Regions from separate parts of the Sus scrofa genome. Here all the other regions are linked to region 2. A link is a contact called in public targeted proximity ligation data. All regions are on one chromosome and are shown on one strand. The core of a region is the stretch at or near the end of the contact, and the rest is flanking DNA. Distances in the headings are between cores, read along the strand shown. Region 1 overlaps LOC106510109 (a long non-coding RNA gene). Region 2 overlaps NME7 (nucleoside diphosphate kinase 7). Region 3 overlaps LOC106510102. Region 4 holds the start of LOC106510102.

What was found.
Region 1: a targeted proximity ligation map of skeletal muscle shows a contact between it and region 2, with 13 times the contacts expected there. A contact is called at or near these places in 4 of 47 Hi-C or Micro-C datasets (liver, mesenteric adipose tissue, omental adipose tissue and 1 more) and 1 of 2 datasets of targeted methods (skeletal muscle).
Region 3: a targeted proximity ligation map of skeletal muscle shows a contact between it and region 2. A contact is called at or near these places in 2 of 2 datasets of targeted methods (alveolar macrophages and skeletal muscle).
Region 4: a contact with region 2 is called in a targeted proximity ligation map of skeletal muscle, with 14 times the contacts expected there. A contact is called at or near these places in 11 of 47 Hi-C or Micro-C datasets (embryonic fibroblasts, epiblast stem cells, fetal heart ventricle and 5 more) and 2 of 2 datasets of targeted methods (alveolar macrophages and skeletal muscle).

Annotation. Positions count from the first base shown.
Region 1 is chr4:82,622,949-82,626,025 of Sscrofa11.1, forward strand. The region is part of intron 1 of LOC106510109 (a long non-coding RNA gene); the gene reads right to left. Among named protein-coding and RNA genes, the nearest start is that of TBX19, 75 kb to the right of the region's middle.
Region 2 is chr4:81,653,441-81,656,380 of Sscrofa11.1, forward strand. The region is part of intron 1 of NME7 (nucleoside diphosphate kinase 7); the gene reads left to right. Among named protein-coding and RNA genes, the nearest start is that of NME7, 15 kb to the left of the region's middle.
Region 3 is chr4:82,361,590-82,364,801 of Sscrofa11.1, forward strand. It overlaps LOC106510102, which reads right to left. Exons shown (of 9, transcript XR_002343354.1): 2 at 1,610-1,730; 3 at 467-531. Among named protein-coding and RNA genes, the nearest start is that of XCL1, 73 kb to the right of the region's middle.
Region 4 is chr4:82,385,612-82,388,831 of Sscrofa11.1, forward strand. It overlaps LOC106510102, which reads right to left and starts at 1,770. Exons shown (of 9, transcript XR_002343354.1): 1 at 225-1,770.

The DNA of each region.
Region 1 (3,077 bases), core at 268-2,767, 970 kb after region 2:
ACCCCCTTCAAAGACAAGGCCAGCCCATGCAAACACACCCTCCAGCAGAGACGCCATCCTATCAGGTGGGCCTCCAAAACTACTCACGTATTCTGTTCACACTCCCTTCACCCTGCCCTCCCCCTCTGACCCTCACTGACACTGCACCCTGGATGCCAACAGTCACATAAGGCCCACTTTTTCTTTGGCTTTGGGTCTCCAATCCAACCTAATGCTCACTTTGTGATGATTCTGACAGTCAGCCTCCAGCCTTCACACTGCCTGACTTAGAAAATAGGTCAACCCATTCCCAAACTAACCTCTCCTTCCCCCCACCTGGAATGGGTTTAGATGCTAATTTAGACTTCACCTAAGTTACGATATCTGCACAACATGCATGCTTGACTCTCCTTTGTCCTTTTGATCCATCTTTTATTCATTTATTTCTTCAACAAATAATGTGTGTTTACCATGTGCCAGGCAACATACAAAATGCTTTTTCATGAGGTATTCCTTTAAATCCTTGCAAGCTCACCATTAGGTTTTCATTACTCCCATTTTATATATGAGGATCAAGCTCAGCTCCTAACACTTTCATGGAATTCTTTGGGAATCATATGCTAATCTGTGAGCTCCTAGAAGCTGGGCCTTCCTTTCAATTTTCTTCCCCAGGCCTCCAGCTGGCATCCAGCAAACAGTGGTTCAATTGCACCAGATTAACAAGCCAGTTGGGCATTCTGTACAGCCTGACTCATAATAATATTCAGTATAGGTCTTGCTGCTCAGAGGGCCCTCTCTCATTCATAGTCACACAACAGAAACTGATGTGAATGGCACCTGCTTTATCAGTGGCCACCAGACACTACCAGAGCTTTGCAAACTAGGAAGAGTCTCTCAAAAGCCATCATTCAGGGTTAAGAGGTGAGCACACAAGCAGTGAGGGTCCCTGCCAACAAGGTCCTTTCCTGCGGAGGTAAGATTTTGGCCTGGGTACCCGGAAAAATCCTGCACACAATAGCTGCTCCCTCCTGTTGCCCTGGAGGCCTTGACAGCTGTCCGCTCTATTCTGACAGATCCTGGCGATAATGAGCCAATAATGCCTTTTTGGGGGCCATGCAAAGTCATCAAGTCCCTGGATGATGCCATCTGCTGGGAGGGAGAATGCCCAGAGACTCTGATCCGAAGGCAGCAGCCTTGCCAAGGGATTTTAACCTGGGACTCAGTCCAGACACAGAGGCACTAAGAATCAGGCCTGACCTGACACTGCAGGGTTTAGAATTCAGAGCCAATAGACCAGGGGCCCCCAAGGAGAAAAGCAAATGATTTTCTAAAGACAGTGGGACCTGCTGTTTCCTCTTAGGAACCCATTAATGAAATGATCATAAAAATAAAGTATCATTAAAAGAACATATTTAGAACAATTGTTCCCTTCAGCAGGTTGTAATTCCTGTAATTCTCAGGGAACAGCTTTGAGCTCTGCATAGCGGCTCCCACGCAAGACGCAATCTGTCTGCAACAGAGGGGAATGAGTCAGCTTGCAGTGGGGAGAGGGGGTGGGAAGGCAAGGACAGCCTCCACCACCCTTCCCATTGTAACTCGGCAGCTCAGCTGGGTTTTCTTGCAAAATGTGCTTTTTTTTTTTTGCAAAATGAGCTTTTAACCTCTCAGAACAGGTCACTTCTCCCTGTTTCAAAAAGAATAGGATCTCAGAGGGAAGTGGCCTGCCACAGAAGCAACTGTCCCCCTCCACAGCAGGAAGGGTGCCCACCCAATTCTTCCCCAACTTTTCCAAAATGCAAAACTCTATACACACCATTGACCCCCGGTATCTATCCATCTCTAATATCTTCAATATCCCCAGCCATAAATTGGATTTTGCTGAACTTCCTGATAGCCACCCATCCATCAGTGCTTCTTAAGCATGACTGCATGCTAAGCACTGTGCAGGATATTAGGGAATTGGGGATGTGAAGGTTGGAGCACAGCATCCTCCCAGGTCAGGCCCATTCAGCCATTTCTCTCTACCTTCCCTTCCCACAGTGGCAAAGAGGGACACCCTGCAGGTGAAAAAGCAAGGCTGGACAATGGTGGGTCAGCCCGGGTTGGAGGAGCTGCTGCTTTTCCCCAGCCTACTGCCTGTGTGAGTTACTCTCCCTGGAGGCTCTGCTGCAGAAGCCAAGCAGCCAGGGAGGGGGTGGCCTTGTTGGAGCTGTGAAGCAGACAGCATTACACAGCCTTGTGCAGATGGAGCACAGAGCTGACCTGGGCAGAGCAGGGCCTGCCCCTTACACCACCGGCACTCACACCAGACAGAGGCTGACTCCACCAAGGGCCTCCCACGCTTTCCCTTGGGATGTCCTCTCTCCTGGGTCCTGCCCATATTGGGAACAGTGCTCCCAAGGCCTTCCCTCTGGGAATGCCCTGAGGGAGTCTTCTGCATGTGCCAGGTTCATATACTGCTGCCAGGACCTTCCCCTCTATGCCCCACCCCCTCCCTCTATGCCCCACCCCCTCTTGCTTTCTGTCCACCTGACCTCTTCTGGGCGATTCCTAATTCTATCATTGCCCCTCCTCCCTCCTCTCAGTCATCTCCTTTGCTCTCTCCTAAACATCCACAGATGTGCGTCCATTCCCGCACCTAAAAAAGTAACAGTCAGGAAATTGTCATGTCACCGTGCAGGAAGCAGCAGCGGACTCTGGATTCTGGGACAGCACTTCCAGGTGGCTGCAGATGACAGCTCTCTTCTTACACTCTGACCTTTCTCAAACCAGTTCCTCAAGCTCGTTTCCTCACAGCCAGGTTCTTCCCTCACTGCAGCCAAAGTCCTCTTTCTCAAACTTCTGCCTGGCCATGTCATTCTCTACTCAAATTAAATGAGGCCACAGAGCATGATGGCTAAGATTATGTACCCTGAAGCTGGACTGAGTGGTTTCAAATCCCATCTACCTCATTACTATCTGAATGACCGTGAGCAAGTGACTTAACTTCCCTGGGCCTTGCAATTCCTCAGCTGTAAAATGGGTTCATAATAGCATCTGTCTCATTAAGAGCTGCTTGAACGAATGACTGAGATTAACATTGGTCTTAGAACAATTTC
Region 2 (2,940 bases), core at 126-2,625:
GCCTACTGTAAGTTCTTTTCATATAAGGAAACCATCTCAGGTTGAAAAGACACCCAACGTCAGGGAGTTCCCATTGTAGCTCAGTGGTTAACGAATCCAACTAGGAATCATGGGGTCGCGGGTTCCGACCCTGACCTTGCTCAGCGCGTTGGGGATCTGGCATTGCCGTGAGTTGTGATGTAAGTCACAGATGCAGCTCGGATCTGGCATTGCTGTGGCTGTGGTGTAGGCCAGCGGCTACAGCTCTAATTAGTCCTCTAGCCTGGGAACCTCCATATGCTGTGGATGCGGCCCTAGAAAAGACGCACACACACAAAAAAAATAAAAATAAAAGACACCCAAGGTTATACTGCTGTTAACTGACAGGGTTCTGATTTGAATCTGTTTAGCCTGAAATCCCAGGCTCTTTCTAGCCTACTGAAATTGGGGCCAAGATATTTACTATTTTTTTAAATTTTTAGGAGTAAATTTCTAATTTTTTTTTTTTGTAGTCAGAAGTGAAGACTGTTTACTTCCTTTTGTAAACTCAATTTATAGAGCATATGAGTGATACAAATTTTATTCAAAAAGTCATAATTCATATTTTGACACTGAACTAGGCCCTCTGCAGAATTACCATGATTTAATACATAATTACAGGGCTATGGTTGAGAGGTGTTTGTTAAATGGTTGTGTGGCCTGGATATGCTGAAACCCACATTGAACACTAGGTGGCAGTCCTTCATTGCTGGACACGTTCTTTCAGGCACCATCTCCTTTATGAATATTATTAGTTGCTTATTAATTTTAATCATATTGATGTGGCATATGAATGCTCTTCATCTAGAAAGGACATAGTATCACAGATTATTTCTCATGAAGATGAAGACACATACTTTTCCGTTTCATAAATTAGGAAACTGAAGCCTAGATAATGAAAATGGCCCCCTTTGGGATTAAACTTGAAAATGGTTTTGCAGAATATATTACTCCACCAAAATATCCTTTATTTTATTTAAAGGAAACCTAAAACTACTAAATTAAGATAACCCAGGAGTCACATGAAATAATATAGGTCAAAGTTTTCAAAAGGTAGAATAGATTATTCTAATATACAGCTTTTCAGATAGACTGTGTGATAATCAGTACTTCTAACACTTGATGATATAGTCACGGCTTTATCCACTTTTACAGAAGTACATTCATGCCTACAGCCCCTTGAATCTGCATCTTTTGAGCGTGCACATAGTATTTTCTCCAATGACTGATTCTCAAAGAGTACTCATTCCTTTTCACCTGAGGCTAATGCTAAGAATCAGTAGCCAACCGTAGTTAATGCTGAATACTAATAATAGCAAAGTATCCAGAACTGTGTGTATATTTAGCATCTACAGCATTCAGTATTTGAAGCAGAGGAAAAATGGAACCACTTTGGTTTGCAACTAGGGCCCTACATGCTGCTGTGCATGTTGCACGACACAACTGCAAGTGAACTGCAGATATGCTTATTTATCACATATATATATTTTAATATATGACAGAAAATGTTACAAGGAAAGTCCAACTTTTTTTGATTTGCACAAAAGTACCAGGTCTGCTAAGGAACAGGCTTCTCAGATTTTGACTCACTGGTACTGACACTCAGTACCATTGGCATTTTCCCCAGTGGGAAAAGAGAGAAGAGCACAAGAGAGAGGTGATATAAAAATAACATTCTAAGATGCGTCTAAATTGCTAAAAATGTCAGGGTGGATTTAGGGCCCCACAGTGGAGGTAGACTGCCTCCCCACCATATCTGCTTCTCTACCACTACCTTCAGATCGTATCAGCTATTTTTTTTTTCTTGAATTCATAAGTTCCCCCTCCCCTTTAAAGCTTTATATGTTTTGTCTCTGAAATATTCACCCCAGATTTCTTTGTGACTGACTTCTACTTATTTTGGTTTTACCTTAAATAACATCTCTTCCCAGAGGGCTTTACACTCTATTCTAGTTGAAGGAAGCTCTCTGTCCCTAATCATTAACACATTTACTTATGCATTGTATTGTCTTTATAACATTTATTATTACAGGAATTATACTTTTTTTTTTATGGCTACACCCATGGCATATGGAAGTTCCCAGGCCAGGGATTGAGTCTGAGCCTCAGTGGAGACTACATTGCCTTTGGCACACTGCGCTGGGCAGGGGATTGAAACCAAGCCGCAGGGTGATCTGAGCCACTGCAGTTGAATTCTTAACCCACTGCACCACAGTGTGAACTCCAAAGAATTATACCATTTTTTTAAAGTGCTAGGAGGAGACACAGAAAGTCGTAAGTGAGCTCAGTGTCAACAGGGCCTTGTCTGTTTTGAATATCCTCAGTGTCTGCTGTGGTGCCTGGCAAAGAGAAGGAACTCAATATTTGTTGAAAGAATGGAGAAATAAATAAATTCAGCTTTTTAGGCATTAATAAATTTTTATTTGATACTGGCCACTGGATAAGTTCTGCTTTTTAAGTTTATTTATTCATTCAACAAATATTTAATAATACCATAAATATTTAAATAAATTATTTAAATAAATTGTTTAAAGAAATATTTAACAATAATATGCTATGCATATACCTGGTCCCTTGGGGTATATCCTTGAACAAAACAGACACTAATCCCTGCCCTATCAGGTCTTACATACTCTTGAGGGAGTTATACAGTAAATAATTAGCATATTATTATAATATGCATAATATTTGAAAGTGTTAAATGCTGTAGGGGAAAAATGAGCATGGTGATGAACACTGGAGATGCTCGTAATAGTGGTGGATGTAATTTAGAGGGACATGGCCAGAGTTGGTAGGGAAGATAATAATGAGACTATTTTTCACTTGAGAGTGAGAAAGGATGAGCCATGCAGATGTTGGAGAAAAAGTATTCCAGGAAATAGGCAGCCAGTGGAGAGGCTCTTAGGTAGAGAATGCCGTGTG
Region 3 (3,212 bases), core at 347-2,846, 710 kb after region 2:
TAGCATGTGACATTAGGAGCACACACTTGGAAGGTACCATTCTGTTAACATTCTGGTCCTTCATTTTCCCAGCATTATGCACTATCATGTAAGAGCACACAGTCATGGGCCTTCCTATACCAGAAACTTATTCCTGGCCTTCCTTAACCCTTGCAAATAAACTGGAATATCTGGAAGTACTTTTTTTTTTCAAACTCAAAAAATGAACTACATCAAACCCAAGTGGGAAATTGAACTGAAAAACGTCCAATGTCTCCTTCCCACTCTGAAATACCATTCATTGTCCTTCCTGCAAGACTACAAGCCATTCATGTAAGTTGGCACTAACCTTATCTCACATATGACCTATAAAAACTTTAGCCCTCTTTGATTAGATAGAAAAAGAACTGCTGAATCTGGGACATAGGATAAAAGATGCGTTTGTCACTCTGGAAACAGTCAGACCACCCAGAATAGTGATTCTCACCTGTTTATTCTAGGAAAAATGTCAGCAAAGTGCGTGTCTGTTGGGGCGGCGGCGGGGGGAGGTGGCTGGTAGGCATATCAGATGGAAAGAGCAGGGGGGAGAAAGAGAGAGAAGATAAAATTCTTCATTTTATGTTGTATTATATTGCACTTACAGAAAATACGAGCAACACAGAGCTGAATTTCATATTCCAGAACCCTCATTCATTACAGTCAGACAAACTGGTAGTAATTGGGCAGCTGGCAATTATACTATAGCACCATCTAGCTCTCACTACCAGAGCCTGACATCCTAAATCCAAGCCTGGCTGAGAACTTTAGGGCTAGTTACTTGATGATGAAAGCAAGCAAAATCCCAAAGCAAGTTTATGTTTAATAGTAACATATTAAATTATTTTTTTCTCTATTCCAAACTAGTTTTCCACTGAAAATATCAAGACTTAGATTTTACCTGCTGCACATAATTTAAATGTTACCCTGGTTTGTTTGTGCTCATCAAAATTCCACAGAGTTTGCCTTGATTACCCACTATCTTCTTTGGAAAGCTATCAGTAAGGCAGTATCACAGACATAGAGCTAAAGTCAACAGATTACTGATTTTGCAAATTCCCAGGACATTAGCAAAAATTTCTAGTGGGAAAAATTGATAACATTTTATTTTAATTCACTTATATTGAAAATTATTTACTAAAGTAACCAATTGTGGTGAATTGTGCCTGCTCACCATCACTAGAGGTGGCTAGTGAGGAGGGAGGACACTAAATGTCAAAGGGACCAGAATTGGATTTCTTCCCTCTAATAAACAGTGTCATGGTGGAAACAGCATGGCCTTTGACTTTACAGACTAGGATTCGAATATTCAAACAGGCTCTTTCTAGATGTTTGAGGAGATTGACCTCCCTGAGCTATTCAGGGTTATTGCAAAAAACAGTGGCGATAACATCTATAGAATATCTAAAACTCTTTTTTGGAAAGTAGTTCTTTAGAATTCTATGTAAATACTGCTAAAACATCAAAGAGGAACATAACGGTGTGCTGGCATCTTTATGAACGTCATTAGACAGTACATATTTAGATCCTTGGTAATCTGGTGGTGATTTGCGTTGGTGATTTAAAAGGGTCTAAAGGTTCTCTATCACATTACCTTTCTTCTGCGTCAGCCGGCTTCCAAAAATAGGGACAGTGCATCCTCTAGCAGGAATAGATGTCTGAAATAGCTGTTAAGCTGTTTGATTGTCAAAGTTATAAGTATGAGGTAAATTAACCTGAAATAGAGGTAATAGTAGAGAAGAATCAAAATGTGTGACTTTATTCAGCGATGGAGACTGTGCTTGTGTACAGGATTCCTTCTGGCTTTCGGGGGGACAATTCTCTAGGGAAATAAGCAACAGACCCGCTGCATCTAGAAGCCCAAGTTTCCCACTCAGACTTTCCATTTACTAACTGTGTGGATAGAAACAAATCTACCCTCTCAGAGGCTTAATTATCTTGTCTGTGAAACAGAGATTATATTTTTACTACCTCTCAAGGCTTGTTGTAAAAACAAGAGATAATATAGCTGACAGTCCTTTGCAAATCATAAAGTTTCAGGCAAATGTTGTTCCTCTTCTCAGTGATCAATTCACTCCTATGCAGCGATGGCTGAAGCCAAAACCCAGCAGCTTCTCTGAGCCTGTCTCTCATCCAATTGCCCACTTCCTCTATCCATCAGCAAGTCCATTCACCTCTACTCCCTAAAGCACCCTGCATCTTCTTTCCATCTCTGCTGGTATCCCATCCCCATGAGAGGCACTATATCTCTTATCCCAGCTACCCAAGAGCCTCCTTTCTGAGTCCCTGTTCACACACTGACCTCACTAAGAATCATTCCCAAAAAAAGACCTTTAAAAAGGTCAGAGTGACCTTTTTAAACATAAATCAAGAGGCTACCAAACATTACATACCTCTTTATGGAAGTATTTGATGACCTTATCATATATTTTTTTTTCTTTTTAGTCCACACCTACAGCACATGGAAGTTCCTAGGCCAGGGGTGGAATCAGAGCTGCAGCTGCCGGCCTCCACCACAGTCACAGCAATGCCAGATCCTAGCCCCATCTGTGACCTACACCACAGCTCACAGCAACACCAGATCTTTAACCCACTGGGTAAGGGGAGACCAGGGATCAAACCTACATCCTCACAGACACTATGTCAGGTTCTTAACCCACTGAGCCACAACGGGAACTCCTTGTGAAATATTCTTGATAAATAAACCTGAACATGCTCAGCTCTGCCCACTTCTCCATTGGTACCCAATTCCTCAATACCCCCACCTACTGAGCTCCAGACTCCCTGGCCTTAACCAAGGGAACTCCTCATTGACTCATTTTAACTCCTGTTAACACTCTAACTATTTTCAATTGTTTATCATTCTGTCTCTTCCCAGTAGAATATAAGCTTTATAAGGGGGGGGGGATTTTCTATTGTTTCTCTTTTTTTCCACTGTATCTCAAGCTCCTTGAATAATGGCTTTCACATAAGAGCTTTCGATAAATATTTGTTAAATAAATGAATTCATTAGTCTGATGAGTCTAATTCTGCTCTGCCACTAACTAGGAGTGTGACCTTGGGAAAGAAAGTCACTTAACCTCTTCAGAGCTCTTTTTTTTTTTTAAACATGTAGTTTGGGGATCATAATTGTATCTACCTACATGTGCATTGTGACAATTCAATGAGATAAGATGTGAAGTATTTGGTACATTTTC
Region 4 (3,220 bases), core at 520-3,019, 730 kb after region 2:
CTAGGCCTCTGGCCTTTCCCCCTCCTTCTTTCTCCCTCACTGCCCGCCCCTACCTATTGTCACAAACAAGCCCCAATAAGGCAGCTTTCCCACCTTCTCCAGCCCACCCGCCCTGAGCATTGCCAAATTAGGGCTTTGCATCCCAGCACCACCACTAGAAGCTCGTAAACACTCCTCCGCCCCTGAAGCTGTCTCCGCATTGCAGCAGTACCGTCCTACCGCACCTCCACGCGCAGCTTTCAGAGCTGGTTTCTGCACTGCGGGGCCTGCCTCGCCAAATCTCCCTGCCCCCGCCTGTCTTCACGTTCTCCACTCTGCGCTGCCGCCTGCAGCTTACATAAGGCCCGCGCACACATGCAGTGAATTCATCTTCTCCTTTAAGGAGGCTCCAGGCAGCAAGGCAAGCGAAATGCTACTAGAGGTCCTCCCCACACCCTTCCCCCGACCCCAGCTGTCAAATAGTCACGCCCTAAAACAAATCCAGCAGCAACAAATACCCTGTGACAAGTCGGAAAGGCGGCCAGATCTAAGCCTGCACAGAGAACTCCGTCCTAAGAAATTAAGAACACGTGGGAAGGGGGCACCTGAGCAAGTGCTTTAACCTCTCTGCTAGCGCCAACGCTTCATCTAATCTGCTGGGACAACCTGCCAGCCACAGTGAGCCGGCTAAAGCCAGCCAAAGTCATCAGACCTACTTTGCCAAGAGAAATGAAGGACAAACTGATTCGTGCTGAATCTTCCCAATTACTACCTAGACTGATTGACAATGTAGGTAATTGCTCCCTGCTTGGCTTGATTAGAATGTTCTATTCTGAAAACATTAAAAAAAATTTTCCCTGGGGCCATGGATAGTCCTAATTTCCTGCTGGCAAGAGCCAGTAGCACCAACATCTCCTCATCTCATCTCCAACAAGCCACAGCTACTCTCTTCTACTCCTAGGAGTCCCTCAAGTCTCCCACCAGGAAGCCCAGGACCTAAAAAAGTCTGTCCTCTACCTTCACAGGGACTCTCCTTGTCCCATAGAGTGAAAGGCCATCAAGCCCAGTTCACCAATCCATCTGCTGTGGTTAGAGGTAGACAGAGCCATAGAATATCTTTCTCGTGAGAACAAAGCATTTTGCAGGGTGTGATTTATCACCCTCAGAAGCAGGAAGAGGGAACTCCTTCCCATCAACATCATCTTGCCTGAGCTGGGCAATCCATGAAAGCCCCCTCTCCCTCTGTCCCCAATTATCACATGGGACTCCTATTGGCTATTAACAACTGTGCTCACAGGATCAACTTTGCAAAAATTAGTCCTAAATATTAGAATGGAAGAGGTATGGATTCCAGCTGGGGAGTGGGGGGAACTGATGCAGAAAATCAGGGCCATGGTAGGATGACCAACTACCCCAGTTTGTCCTGGGTTAAAGGGCAGACACAGGACTTTCAGCTGGGAAAGTCCCAGATAGTCTGGGACAAATCAGTCACCCAAGTTAGGGATAAAGAAGACTTTTTCTTGGAAACTTGAGTTCTGAACTAAAAGGAATTGTTTTCCTTTCCAAAGCATACAAGAGAGTGTTTGCTCCCTGAAGAGTGACAAGGAAGAGGACCTCTTCTCATGAACATTTTAGAAATTTGATAAACAGAAATTTGATTGAGAGCGTAAAGAGAACAGAGTCCTGGGAGAAGGTATTAAGAAATCTAATGGGCTAATAATGTTCGGGACATTTAATCTTCAGCTATGCCTTGTTTATGCCAGTTGGAGTGGCATAAGCCATAAAAAAGATTCCCTATCCATGATGGCAGGATGGCATCCCCCACTCCACCTCTAGCTGTACTCACTGCATCCCTCCCCCAACTTAAACCTAGAATAGTAACAGCAGTCTTCTGCATGGCATTTTTCAGGCATTGCATGTGGGTCTCTTGGAAGCAGGCAGCTGCAGCATAATGGAAAGGGGCTCAACCTAGAAGTCAGGACACCTGAGTTCTATTTTGCTCCTAGTCCTCTCTGACTCAATGACCTTGGGCAAGCACTTAACCTTCTCTCAACTATAAAAAGGAGAAAACATCCCTATTCCTGCATCTCCCTCCACTGTAGTGAGGATCAAATGAGGTGACATGGGCTCTCAGTGAACCTAAAAGAATTAGACCTTGATCAACAATTCCCAGTATGTCTTAAACATTCCAGGTTCACCCAATCTTTGCTGCAGCTTTGGGGAACCTCAGATCCATTCTATTTGGGGATTTTGGGTACATCATCTTTTTGGGCATCTTCTGGAGGTTTAAGTTAAATCTCTTTCCAGGCATGTTTTGACTGAAATTACCCTCTTTTAACAATTCTCCATTCAGATGGTCAGATCTTTAAAGTTAGGGGCCGTACGGAGGTCAGTCATAACCAGAGCCTAAAAGCCTAGGGCAACAACTGAGGTTGAGAAGGTCAGCTGACCCTGGAAGAATCCTCAGGGTTTGAATACCTAAGAGACCATCACTTGAAGACACTTGGTATGAGAATTAACTCTGCAACTTTCTACAAAATCACTCTAAGCACCCAGTTTATTATCAATAAACTGAATGTTTATTGTGGAGCAAGGGGGATGGAGGAAATGGTAAATATTCTGCCATCTTCATGGGACTGTGAGAATTAAATATTATGTCAATATTTGGTAAACTATAAAATGTAATACCATTTAAATGTGAAAGACCAAAGCAATGAACTTTTAAAATTGTGGTAAAATAAATATTTAAAAGTATATAATTTTAACCATTTTAGGTGTTCAATTCAGTGGCATTAATTACATTCACGATATCATGTAATGGTTACCACTATCTTTTTTCATAAATTTTTCATCACCCCAAACACAAACTTTGTACTCATTAAGGCAACAACTCCCCCTTCCCACATCCCTTCAGCCCCTGTTAACCTCTAAACTACTTTCTGGCTCTGTGAATATTTCTATTCTAGATATTTAATATAAATGAAATCATCCAATATCTGTCCTATTGCGCCTGGCTTATTTCACTTAACACATCATGATGTAGCATGTATCAGAATGTCATTCCTTTTTATGGTTGAATAATATTCCATTGTATTATATACATTTCATTTATCCATTCAATTGTTGCTGAATAATTGAGCTGTTTTAATTTTTTACCTATTATGAATAATGCTGTAGTGAGCATTGACATACAAATATCTGAACACTTGAGCTGTTTTAATTTTTCACCTATTATGAATAA